2 separate regions of the Pan troglodytes genome follow, and region 1 is linked to region 2. Evidence: chromatin contacts called from public HiChIP or PLAC-seq data. All regions are on one chromosome and are shown on one strand. The core of a region is the stretch at or near the end of the contact, and the rest is flanking DNA. Distances in the headings are between cores, read along the strand shown.

Region 1 (6,502 bases), core at 396-2,895, 440 kb after region 2:
AGACCTGTCCACGAGAGAACGGAGACACCATATCCTAAGCCCAGACAGGAACCACCGCCCGGCTTATGGCTCACATTAGTGGAGGAAAGAGTCAAGGGTTCGGTTTGGGGCTCCTGAGTCTACCGGGTGCAGGGTTGAGTGACAAAAAAGCGATTTTAGCCTCGTCGCATGATTAGGAGAATAAAGAATTAAATGAATGGAGATGTACAGATAAGTAAATCAGAGGCCGGGCGCGGTGGCTCAAGCCTGTAATCCCAGCATTTGGGCAGGCCGAGGCGGGCGGATCCCTCGGGGTCAGGAGTTTGAGATCAGCCTGGCCAACATGGTGAAATCCCGTCTCTACTAAAAAACAGAAAAATTCCCCGGGCGTGATGGTGCACGCGTGTCACCCCAGCTACTCGGGAGGCTGAGGCAGGAGAATCGCTTGAAACCGGGAGGCGGAGGTTGCAGGGAGCCGAGATCGCGCCACTGCACTCCAGCCTGGAGGACGGAGCGAGATCCTGTCTCAAAAAAAAAAAAAAAAAGAAAAGAAGCCTCTAGACGGGCAATTCTTTAATTTTTAACACAACAAACACCAATCGAACACAGCGCGGGCATTTTGACAATGGGCAAAATCTTGCCCTTGACTTTCTAATCCATCGACATTTGGGGACCCATAAACCCCCTAACCTCTGAGAACTATTTAGACAAATACTAGTCGGGTTTTTTGGTTTGTTTTTACTTTTTAAATGGAAAAGTGATGATTCACCTTTTCAAAGCTTTGCGGCTTTTGGCCAAGAAACGCGCCACGGTTTACTCACCCACTTCCTCTGATTCTTGGCCAGACGCTCTAAGCTTGCACTCCCTGGGATAGTGTTTTTGAATTATCTTCCACAGTTCCACGTTGACGAGAGAATTTCTTCGGGTGTGGTACCGAGTCCACGACGATACCCGGCGGCGACAGAAGGGACAGCATAAACTCGCCTTTTCGACGGTCGACTGGAAGCACGGTTTGCACAGCGTGTGGTTACACGGGAGGGTGACGGGCTCGACGAGGATTTCCATGCAGATCCCGCACTGGCACTCGGACAGCGACGGGATGGCGTCTTTGGGTAGAGCCATTTCAATGTGTTAATAAAGCCGACTAAACAACGACACCTGCACGAAAAAGAATCCTATTTTCGGCCAACCACAGAGAGAGCAAAAGCAGTTTTGTGTTTCAATATTATGCCCAGAAGCGTATCAGAATTCGGAGAACAGGAGCATCCCACACGTCTTGAAGCAAAAAGGCGCTCTCAGGGTCAGGCAAACAGGAATACCCCGGAGGGCGGCGTCTTTGTCCATTTTCAAGGCAAACGTCCCGCAGGCAAATAAATGCAGGTTTTCGGCGGAGGAGCCTGGCTGCTCCGCGGCCTGAACACCGCGGCTGCGGCTCCCGGTGCAGCGAGGGGAACGCGCCAAGTCCCCTCCTCCCCTCACCCGGAAAGGATGCTCCGCTCAGCTCGGGGCAGCCGGGCCCCGGGACGCGGCTCCGGCTGCAGCATAACTTCCGCTTTACCGCTGCTGCGGGGGAGACGCGCGACTCCCGTGTTCACCTTTCGGGCGCCTGGCGCAGTTTCCCAGAGCTCCGCGCCCCCGTCCCTCCTACGCAGCCAGAAACCCTATTCGTTGCGGCAGCGCAGCAGCCACCGGACAAGCGCTAGCAACGTCACAACCGCCCGCCAAAATCGCACTTCCCACCCAGAAAACTGCCCAAGGGCGAACGCTCCCGGGGCGGGACTTCCGGGGTCTGCGCGCCGCCCGCCCTCCCTCCCAGCCGGAGACGGTCCCGCCCTGGCGTCGCAGCCCCTCCTAGTGCAGCCTGGGTGGAGCCTGACCTTTCCCTGAGATTTCTGCGAGGCCTCAGACACCCCTGGTTTCTTGGTTTCTGGGTAGAAAAAGGGAAACCTCAAAACAAAATCAACAGCCAAACAAGGCCGGGCGCGGTGGCTCACGCCTGTAATCCCAGCACTTCGGGAGGCCGAGGCGGGCGGATCACCTGAGGTCAGGAGTTCAAGACCAGCCTGGCCAACATGGTGAAACCCCCGTCCTTACTAAAAATACAAAAATTAGCTGGGCATTGTGACAAGCGCCTGCAATTCCAGCTACTCAGGAGGCTGAGACAGGAGAATCGCTAAACCTGGGAGGCAGAGGCTGCAGTGAGCCGAGATTGTGCCACTGCACTCCAGCCTGGGGGACAGAGCAAAATTCCACCTCAAAAAATACAAATAAATAAATAGATAAAAGAATCGGGGTCTCACTGCTTTATCCAGGCTGGACTACAACTCCAGGGTTCCAGGGGTTCTTTCGCCTCAGCCTCTGGAGTAGCTGGGTCTAGAGCTTGCAACTCCATAGCCAGCTCCGGACCTGCATTTTTTAAGGGAATCAATCAGTGTGAAGGAAGAGAAAAGAAAATCACTGTGCGTGAAAGCAGCCTTTAAGTTGTTTTGAGGCTGCTGCGAGCATTCAGGCTGGGTAGGGGATGGTTTCCAGGTTGAGAACGAGGAGACATAGGTCCTTGGTAGAAGTCTTTGGGAACTTTCATTTCAATGTGGGTTCAGAAGCCTGTTATTGTCTGTGATAGCTCACACCTGTAGTCCCAGCACTTTGGAAGGCCAAGGCGGGAAGATCTCTGGAGCCCAGGAGTTCACGTCCAGCCTGGGCAGCATAGTGAGACCCTGTCTCTACAAAAAATAAAAAAAATTAACTCGGTGTGCTGGCTCACACTTGTACTCTCAGCTACTCTGGTGGCTGAGGTGGGAGGATCACTTGAGCCCAGGAGGTCAAGGCTGCAGTGAACAGTGATCGTACCACTGCACCCCAGCCTGGGTGACAGAGCAAGACCCTGTCTCAAAAAAAAGAAAAAAAAAGAAGCCTGGGACTGTCATCTGGTTGTCTACAGTATCAGTACCTTAGCTTGGAATTTCAGGCTTGCTTTATGTTCGTTCGTTTGTTTTTTTGAGATGGCTCCTCATTCTGTCGCCCAGGTTGGAGTGCAGTGGTGTGATCTCAGCTTACTGCAACCTCCACCTCCTGGGTTCAAGCGATTCTCATGCCTCAGCCTCCCGAGTAGCTGCAATTACAGGCGCGTGCCTTGTAATACCACGTGCATTGTAATACCACGCCTGGCAAATTTTTGTATTCTTAGTAGAGATGGGGTTTCACCATGTTGGCCATGCTGGTCTCGAACTCCTGACCTCAGGTGATCCACCCGCCTTGGCCTTCCAAAGTGCTGGGATTACGGGCGTGAGCCACTGCACCCAGCCTTCAGGCTTCCTAATATGTCCACAACCTGCTTTTCCCATCGAATCTCCCATTATTCTTTTAAACATGCAACTATGATTTATTCTCTGTCATCCAAACGTTTTGCTTTCATGACATTGCTTTCTCGGTTCATCCTAAATGGGTTGCTTTGTGGCTGTGCCTACTTCAAACACCAATTTAATGCAGTTGGGCCAGGCACGGTGGCTCATGCCTATAATCCCAGCACTTTGGGAGGCCAAGGAGGGCGGATCACAAGGTCAGGAGTTCGAGACCAGCCTGACCAACATGTTGAAACTCAGTCTCTACTAAAAATACAAAAATTAGCTGGGCGTGGTGGCAGGTGCCTGTAATCCCAGCTAGTCAGGAGGCTGAGGCAGAAGAATTGCTTGAACCTGGGAGGCAGAGGTTGCAGTGAGGCCAGATTGCACCACTGCACTCCAGCCTGGGTTGACAGAGCAAGACTCCGTCTCGAAAAAAAAAAAAAATTAATTCACTTCTTCCAGAGTGCACTTTTATGTGCAATTTAATGCACTCCCCACCACCAGTAATGCCCCTTTTCTAAACTCACCCAGTCATATATTGCCCAGTGATACTGATTTTTATTGCAGTTTTACTATTGAACTCCTGTATTTTGATTTCTATCTTCAGGTGCTTATGTCTGGTGTAATGGATATATTTCATGTACTTCCTCAGATTTCCTTCACCTTGTTTGCTTTCTGTACCCATAATCACTTGCTCTTTTTGGGGCTCACCAGTCGCATTTCCAGAATCTCTGGCTTCTCCTGCCACTTCTGAACAATGCAGGAGCTGACTTCTCAGAGGCTGCTAGGGCCTGGGTAATGCATGCTGGGAGGGTGGGGGGGTCACTCCCCATGGAGTAACTTTCACCAATTGAAACCAGTGGACTGAGCGAGCACAATACTTAAATTCCCTTTTCTTCTTCCTTCCAAGGATGGTTTCTCCAGTGTGTCTGGAGACAGGCAAGACTGAGGGAGTGTGCCTGCTGAAAAAGCTGCTGTGTCTCTTGTGGCTCATTTTCAAGGAGGGGACAGCAAGGTAACACATCACCATGTATTACTTCACATCCTTCTCTACCTAACTTCCTTCCAGCTTTCTTCACTCTGGCTGTCCTGAATTTGTACCTCCCAAATAAAGCATCGGCACTTAATCTTTACCTCGAGGGCAGGATCCACATTTTTAACGTTTCTGTTATCCACAGTACCTAGTACATGGCATTTGGTATTCGATAAATATTATAAATAAATGGTCAAGATGTAAGAATCTCCTTTCTGGTATAAATAACTATGGTACTTCATTAGAGAACAAATACACATTAAGATACAATTTATAGGATCTCATGATGTATATTTTAGGTGTTTTTGTTTTAATTTATGAAAATAGAGATGAGGTCTCACTATTGTTACAGCTCTTACTCCCGAATTTGATGAGTTCTGAGTTGTTGTCCCATGACTGAGAAGAATGAGGTACACGGACACTGGAGAGTGAGTAAGGCAGAGTAGAATTTATTGAGTGACAGAATGGCTCTTGACAGTGAGAGGGGACCCGAAGGTGGGTTGCTGGCCACGAGCCTGAGTCTATGGGTTTTTGTGGGCTAGAAATGGGCAAGTGCATGCTGATTGGTCTGTGGCTATGCTTGACAAAGCACCATTCAGAAATAGGCACGATAGTGTAGAGGACCAATCGCGGAAGGGTAGGTATGTATAAAATAGGTGAAGGGTAAGGACCAATCAGGAGAGAGGGTGCCAGACGACAATGGGAGCTCTCAGTCTGGCTCATGGATTTATCCAGAACTCATAGCTTGGTTTTCAGGCTTTAGACTGTCCTTGGCTTGAAGGTTGAGTTTCACCAGGGACCCCTCCCTGTCTGCCTAGGAATTTACCTGCCTCCTATTGCTATCACTATGTTGCCCAGGCTGGTCTGAAACCCCTGAGCTCAAGTGATCCTCCTACCTTGGCCTCCTAAGGTGCTTGGATTATAGGCATGAGCCACCATGTCCGGCCTTGTTTATTTTTTAAATAGGTAATACATTCGCATGGTTCAAAATTGAAAATGTAAAAAATGGATTAACAGTGAAAACGACTTCCTCTTGTCTTTGACCCCTAGCCTCTTAGCTTTCTTTCCTGACAACTAATGTTATCACTGTCTTGTGTATCTCTGCAGAAGTTTATAGATATGTAAACTAATATGTGTTATAGATATATTTATATATATATTTGTCACCTTTTTTCCACTTAGCAATGTATATTGGAAATAAACATTTGAAAACAACAATACATTTGGTGATCACTTCATATCATTACACAAAGAGCTTCTTCATTCTTTTATATGGCTGCAAAGAAAGTATCTATTGTATCAATTTGTCATAATTTATTTAACATCCTCTCACTCTTTGCTATAAAAATAAGACTATAATAAATTGTGCATACTTTTTGCTGTTTCCAAGATAAATTACTGTAGGTGGAATCACTGGGTCATAGGGTAACAGGTTAGTTTTTGATGGATGGTATCAACTCTTTGAGGGATGACTTTTGCTTTTCAGGGGTCCTAACTGCTTTCCCCTTCTCAATTACCTGCACAGCCCTCAGCAAACTGTTCTGCAGAGCCTGGTTCTTTACCATGTTAGTAATTAGGAACGTGACATCCCTGATGTACATCTGCCTCACTTTAGCAGTATAGTGTTCTGCCTTGTTACCACGTGCAATAAAGAAGGTACAGAGTGCTGTAATGTCTCCTTCTTGCAGCCCACACTCCTCCAGTATGGACTCCCATACAACTCTAACGCGCTTGTTCTTAACTTTTCTTCTGAGTACAGAGGCTAAGGTTGGAAGACCTCTCACCAGGTCTGGCAGCTTCTCAAGCACACGAGTATGCAAGCAGATAAGTACTTCAATGACGTAGCTGTATAAAATATTCAATTCCATTGAAGTGAGCCTACAAAAAATATGGAGAGCTTCTTAAGCGGTCAAAAATATTTTATATAGAAACAGAAAATGAGTTCTTTTAGGATAACTCAATATGAACCCACTAGGAGAACCAGCTGTTGTAATTTAGAAAATATTTACTTTAGAATTTAAATTCAAATTCAAATACTTACCTTTTATTTTTTTTTAAGAGACAGGGTCTCACTTTGTTGCCCAGGCTGTTCTCAAACTCCTGAGCTCAAGTGATCCTGTCGCCTCGGCTTCCCAGAGTGCTGGGA
Region 2 (6,556 bases), core at 1,385-3,884:
GGGAGCCGAGATCACACCATTGCACTACAGCCTGGGCAACAAGCGTGAAACTCTGTCAAAAATAAATAAATAAATAATAATCTAAGCTACTTGTGTTATCTTTGGTGTTCTCAATGGTGACTGAAAACAACAATTCAATTTCTCACATTAATAATGAAGCTCAGGTAGGCAAAACGTAGCCCCACGTTTTGAACCATGAAATGGAACACATTCACTGCCTAACAACTTCACTACCCTCTATTTTCTCCAAAATCAGACAGAATCCAGCCCCTGTTTTTACCCACCAACATTCTTCTCTGTTCCTTGAGGTCCTCCTCATTTCTTCCAGGTTCAGCTCAAGGCTTCATCTCTATGAAGCCTTCTCTGACTGACTTCCCTATCCTGTAATAACTGGTATTGAACTACCTGATAATGAGTAAAAATATTGTCTTTAACAGTACTGGGGCATGCCTGATGCATGAGATTCCAAATGATATGAAAAATATAATGAAAACATTGGACCAGGAATCTTTTCCCATCCCCATCACTCTTCTGGTTTAGTAGGGAGTTTTTTTGTTGTTGTTTTTGAGATGGCATCTCGCTGTCGCGCAGGCTGGAGTGCAGTAGCACGATCTCAGCTCACTACAACCTCTGCCTCCCAGGTTAAAGCGACTCTCGAGCCTCAGCCTCCTGAGTGGCTGGGATTACAGGTGTGCACCACCACGCCCAGCTAATTTTTGTATTTTTCGTAGAGACGGGGTTTCACCATGTTGGCCAGGCTGGTCTCGCACTCCTCACCACAAGTGATCCACCTGCCTCGGCCTCCCAAAGTGCTGGAATTACAGACGTGAGCCACCATACCCGGCTAATTTTTGTGTTTTTAGTAGAGACAGGATTTCACCATGTTAGTCAGACTGGACTCGAACTCCCGACCTTAGGTGATCCGCCTGCCTTGGCCTCCCAAAGTGCTGGGATTACAGGCGGGAGCCAATGCGCCCAGCCGAGGGTCATTTTTAACTAGCATTGTGATCGATTCAGGTTTAGCTGGGAATCTTGCTCCATGACATTTAAATACATTATCAGAGGCAAGTAACTGCCTCGCCTTAGGGCAGAGTTAGCCAAACTGCTGTCTATCTAACAATCTTCAACACAGGCTAGGTTTACAGCCACCATTACTTGATAAGAACATCCAAAGGAAATTGAAGGATGCTATGCTATATATAACCTTGCAAAATCGATGACAAAAATTATCTTAACTCTGAGTTTTCTTGAGAAGCATATTGTAACCCAAAATTCAGGGCCGGGGGGCGGGGGGAACCAGCAGGGTCCACAAGTACTCTAGACAGCCTAACCTTAATTTTCACAGTAAGCTTAGCATATAAGCATGGGGTAGCCAAATACAATTTCCTACTTTAATCCTCTTATCAACGGGGAAGAAAATGGAAAAAGCTGCAGAATCCAGTCCCCCGGGTAAGTGAGGTCTCTACAAGCAGTAAGCAGAGGGAAAGCGTTATCCGAAAAGAGCCGAATCAGAATGTATTTTCTTACCCACCCTCCCAACCTTAAAAGAACTGTCCAGCAGAATGTGACACAATCGGCCTCTCCGGCGCCCATCAATCCAGCACAGCCCTCTGACCACACCGCTAATCTCCAAGTATCTTTCACAAATAAGTCACTCCTATGGCTCCCGTCTTGTAGTGAGAACTGCTAGCAATATTCTTAATGTGAACACCTGCGGCGTTCAGTCGGATTCTGCCTTGAGACAACAGAATCCACACACAAGGCGAACAGGCAGAGCATGGCAAGATCAGGTTGTACCAGAGCCGAAGGGTAAGTTTACAGAAACCCGTATCTACTTAATGCCTGTAACACGCTAGTAACCGAATCGGGGACAGCTTTGTCCCTTTCCGCAGTGAGAACGGGGCCCGCCCGGAGCCCGGGGAACCGAAGGTTTAGGAGCCCAAGGTCACCCACGAATCCCAGCCGTTCCCTGGGGCGACTTCCTGGAGCAGCCACGTGTTCCCCCGGCGCCGCACGCCGCGCAGCTGCACCTTGGCTGCGCCCGCGCTCCCGGACCCGCAGCTCGGAGCCGGCGCACTAGGGCCTGCAGCCTTCAAGGGCGAGGACCCGAAGTCCCCGGGGCTGAGAGCGACAGTGGGGGTACACCTGGTCTCGTCATTCGTCGCTCTGTGACCGAGGAGGCGGGCAAGAAGGCAGAGAGAAGGGAAGGGACGAGAGGCGAAGGGACGAGAGGCGAAGGGACGAGAGGCGAAGGGACGAGAGGCGCAGGGACGCCTCTGCGCACAGCCGCCCGACCCCGTGTACCTGCAGCCGCTCGAGGCGCCGCCACAGCCCCTTCCCCACAGGCTCGCGGCCCCGCTCCATCCCGGCCGCCCCGCCTGGGGCCGCGACCGCTTTCCCGCTCCCCGTGCGGCTCCCTATGGCTGCTGGACAGCACCGGAGCGGCCGCTCCAGCCAGCCCCGCAGGATGAAGGGAGGACACGAGGGTCGGTGTAGTTCTAGAAGCCCGCAGTCACTCACACTAGCGCGTCTTCCGTCCCGAGCCGCCACCCGATATCCCGACGCTCTGAGGGGATGGCGGCCCCTAACCGGCGGTTTATAGCCTGGCCCCGCCCCCGGCCCCCAGGGGGGCTGTGCGTCACTTCCTGAGGCACGTACGCTCCGCGAGGTGCTCTGACAGATCGCCCGGGGGGCGGGGATGCGCGCGCAGCGGGCGGGGCCGTCTGCGGAGGGCGCTGCGGGCGAGGCGAAGGCCAAGGGAAAAGGCGCCAAGGCAGCAGGTGCCCCGAGGAGCCGCGCGATGGGCGCACTGGCCTCTGCCTCGGCGCCTTCCTCCACCCTGGTAGCCTGGCAGCCTCCGCCTGACCTTGACCAACCTCCAGTCCCTGCAGTGCTAGGTCCAATCTGTTGACGTTGACGCTTAAATGTTGGATATTGCACTGCGGCAGTGCCTTGAAGTGTACGTGCAGGATGGAATGTTAGGTAACTATTAAAGCCACTCTTGTGAAGATGTATTTTGCAGCCTCAGAAATACAAAAAGGAAAAGAAAAGCAAAATGCAAATTTTTATTCAGAGTGTATACAAGCTGCACTTTAACCAAGACTAGCGGAGTGCTTTGCGTAATGTTTAATGCATGAGGGAATAAAAGGGAAAATAGAAACAAGTGACTTAATAGGGTGATAGGATTGTAGATTAACTTTCGTTTTCATTGCCATCGCTGTTATTGGATTGTGCAATGAATAACAAATAAATAAAATTCAATTCTTGTCACTGTTTAAACTCTTTCCAAACAATCACACCCTCTCCCTCCCTCTGGTCAGTAACCAGCAGGCCAGGGAGGTAGTAGCTACAATGCAAGAAAGCAACCCATACCTTAAAAAGCATTGCACATAAACTGACCTTCAGGCCCGTAGGGACACAGAACAGCCCTTTAAGAAGCAAATCCGTTTCTGGGCCTTGGGCTTTTACTCTTCCCTTTATTTTTTCTGCTCTAAGATAGAGAAAGTACTTGGGATTCTCACCGCCTTTCTCTTTACTCCCATTCTCTAAAATCTCTCTCCCCAAAGAGAAGTGTTTAAAAGTCATATGAGTTGCCAGGCGCGGTGGCTCACGCCTGCAATCCTAACACTTCGGGAGGCCGAGGTGAGCGGATCACGAGGTCTGGAGTTCGAGACCAGCCTGACCAATATGGTGAAACCCCATCTCTACTAAAAAATTTTCAAAAAAAATTAGCCAGGCATAGTGGCACGCGCCTGTAATCCCAGCTACTCAGGAGGCTGAGGCAGAAGAATCGCTTGAACCCAAGAGGCGGAGGTTGCAGTGAGCCAAGATCGTGCCATTGCACTCCAACCTGGGCGACAGAGCAAGATTCCATCTCAAAAAAAAAAAAAAAAAAGTCATATGAGCAGGAGCATTGCTGCACCTTTAATGATCTAATCAGGAAAAGGTTAAGGATGCACATCCACAGAGGGCCTACCTTAACATTCAGACACCAGGCCTGCTCCCCTGTGGTGTTCCTTCTTTATTTCTTTAATTATTAATTTTATTTATTTTTATTATTATTATTTTTAAGACAGTGTCTTGCTCTGTCACCCTGGCTGGAGTACAGTGGCATGATCTCGGGCTCACTGCAACCTCTGCCTCCGGATTCAAGCGATTCTCCTGCCTCAGCCTCCCAAGTAGCTGGGACTACAGGTGTGTGCCACCATGCCAGGCTAATTTTTGTATTTTGAGGAGTGACGGGATTTAATCATGTTGGCCAGGCTTGTCTCGAATTCCTGACCTCAGGTGATCTGCCCACCTTGGCCTCCTAAAATGTTGGGATAACAGGCATGAGCCACCATGCCCAGCCTATTTATTTTTTATTTTTAATTTGACGCAGGGTTTGCTATGTAGCCCAGACTAGTCTTGAACTCCTGGGCTCAAACAATCCTCCTGCCTCCGGTCTCCCAAAGTGCTGGGATTACAGGCATGAGCTAACATGCCTGGCTTTCTGCCTTTCCTTGACTGAAGTATCTTTTAAAAAGAAACAAACAATGCTGGTATTTGCAGGTGAAAATCTTATAGCCTCATGGAGGACATAGGTTTAGGCGGCCAGATGCGATGGCTAATCCCTGTAATCCCAACACTTTGGGAGACTGAGGCAGGTGGATCTTCTGAGGTCAGGAGTTCAAGACCAGCCTGGCCAGCATGATAAAACCCCATCACAACTAAAAATACAAAATTTAGTCTGGCGTGGTGGCGCACACCTGTAGTCCCAGCTACTTCAGAGGCTGAGGCAGGAGAATCGTTTGAACCCGGGAGGGGGGTGGCTGCAGTGAGCTGAGATCACACCACTGCCCTCCAGCCTGGGCAACAGAGCAAGACTCTGTCTCAAAAAAAAAAAGAAAGAAAGAAAAGAAAGAAAAATATGTTTAGGAGACATTTAGAGGCCAGGACCATTTGGACATGAAAATTCAAATCTCAAAAATTTATATTCACTAAAATAAAACCATAAACGTGACACTAAAGAGGCTATCAATTATATTTTTATTTTTATGCTGTTATTAGTATTAATAGACACTGCAATTAAAGTCCACTTATTAACACTTTTACTATTTATTTATTTATTTTTAAACAGTCTTACTCTGTCACCCAGGCTGGAGTGCAGTGGCGCCATCTCGGCTCAATGCAACCTCCACCTGGGTTCAAGCGATTCTCCTGCCTCAGCCTCCCGAGTAGCTGGGATTACAGGCACGTGCCACCACGCACGGCTAATTTTTTGTATTTTTAATAGAGACGGGGTTTCTCCATGTTGGCCAGGCTGGTCGTGAACTCCTGCCCTCATGATCTGCCTGCCTTGGCCTCCCAAAGTGCTGGGATTACAGGCGTGAGCCACCGAGCCTGGCCTAATTATTCGAAATTATTATTGGAAATTATTTAATTTCCAACCCTCCACAAACTATTCCATGAGGCTTACCTCATCCTGGAACTAAAACTCTTGCAGTTCTTCTGCATCGTACACAGAAATACTAGAAGTTTCATAAAGGGAAGGAGGTTGGCAAGGAAAAAGATACCATGAGCTGTGGGGAAAAGAAAAGAGCACAAAGCCTGGAGGGCCAAGAAGCTGGAGTTCTCAACTTTCCTGAGCCTGGGTTGTACCAGCTCTAAAATGGGAATAAAGGCTGGGCACGGTGGCTCACACTTCTAATCTCAGCACTTTGGGAGGCTGAGGCGGGCGTATCATTTGAGGTCAAGAGTTCGAGACCAGCCTAACCAACGTGGTGAAACCCCATCTCTACTGAAAATACGAAAATTAGCCGGGTGTGGTGGCAGGCACCTGTAATCCCAGCTACTCAGTAGGCTGAGGCAGGAGAATCGCTTGAACCTGGGAGGCAGAGGGTGCAGTGAGCTGAGATTGTGCCACTGCACTCCAGGCTGAGAGACACAGCAAGACTCCTTCTCAAAAAATAAAATGGGAATAAAAATACCTCATTCCAAAAATACCTCTTTTAGGGTCTAGAAGACCCTAAAAGCAATGACTGGCACATCATAGACTGTTGGTCAGCATGGTTGAATCAGAGTCCTCGTGGGGCGGAGTGGGGTCAGGTAGGAACGTGACGTGGAAGATGTCTGCAGACTGGGATGGATGTGGGCTCATGAAGAGGAAGGATGAAGGCATTTCAGCAGAGGAGAACCGCCACCTGAAGGCTCTGTAGTGAGAAGGAGCCTGTGGTGTGTGTTAAAATTCCTAAGGAGATGTCTGACAGCTAATTCAGGGGAATTACTGCTGGAAACAACAGTGCAGGATGATTAACGGCAAAATTCTGCCTCCCTCTCTTTTTTCTTCACCAAGAGATGAAAGCAGAAGTCTTGCTTTTTGGTGAGAGAGAACTGGCAGGAAAAGCAAACCAGATAAGCCACTTACCTAGTGAAAGAGCCCCAGCTGGCAGGGCATGGAGGCTCACGCCTGTAATCCCAGCACTTTGGGAGGCAGAGGCGGGAGGATCACTTGAGGTCAGGAGTTCGAGACCAGCCTGGCCAACATGACAAGACACTGTCTCTACTAAAAATACAA

Evidence for each region. HiChIP or PLAC-seq counts read pairs in DNA pulled down with a chosen protein or histone mark.
Region 1: an H3K4me3 HiChIP or PLAC-seq map of stem cell-derived excitatory neurons shows a contact between it and region 2, with 4 times the contacts expected there. The contact joins the promoter of RNF168 here to the promoter of TFRC in region 2. A contact is called at or near these places in 2 of 7 Hi-C or Micro-C datasets (induced pluripotent stem cells and stem cell-derived neural progenitor cells) and 1 of 1 datasets of contacts at active chromatin or transcription factors (stem cell-derived excitatory neurons).

The regions. Positions count from the first base shown.
Region 1 is chr2:199,651,977-199,658,478 of NHGRI_mPanTro3-v2.0_pri, forward strand. RNF168 (ring finger protein 168) reads right to left here and starts at 1,646. Exons shown (of 6, transcript NM_001328306.1): 1 at 801-1,646. The coding sequence starts at 1,101. It overlaps SMCO1 (single-pass membrane protein with coiled-coil domains 1), which reads right to left. Exons shown (of 3, transcript XM_003310195.5): 3 at 4,783-6,234. The coding sequence ends at 5,790.
Region 2 is chr2:199,212,465-199,219,020 of NHGRI_mPanTro3-v2.0_pri, forward strand. TFRC (transferrin receptor) reads right to left here and starts at 2,635. Exons shown (of 19, transcript XM_063806476.1): 1 at 2,521-2,635.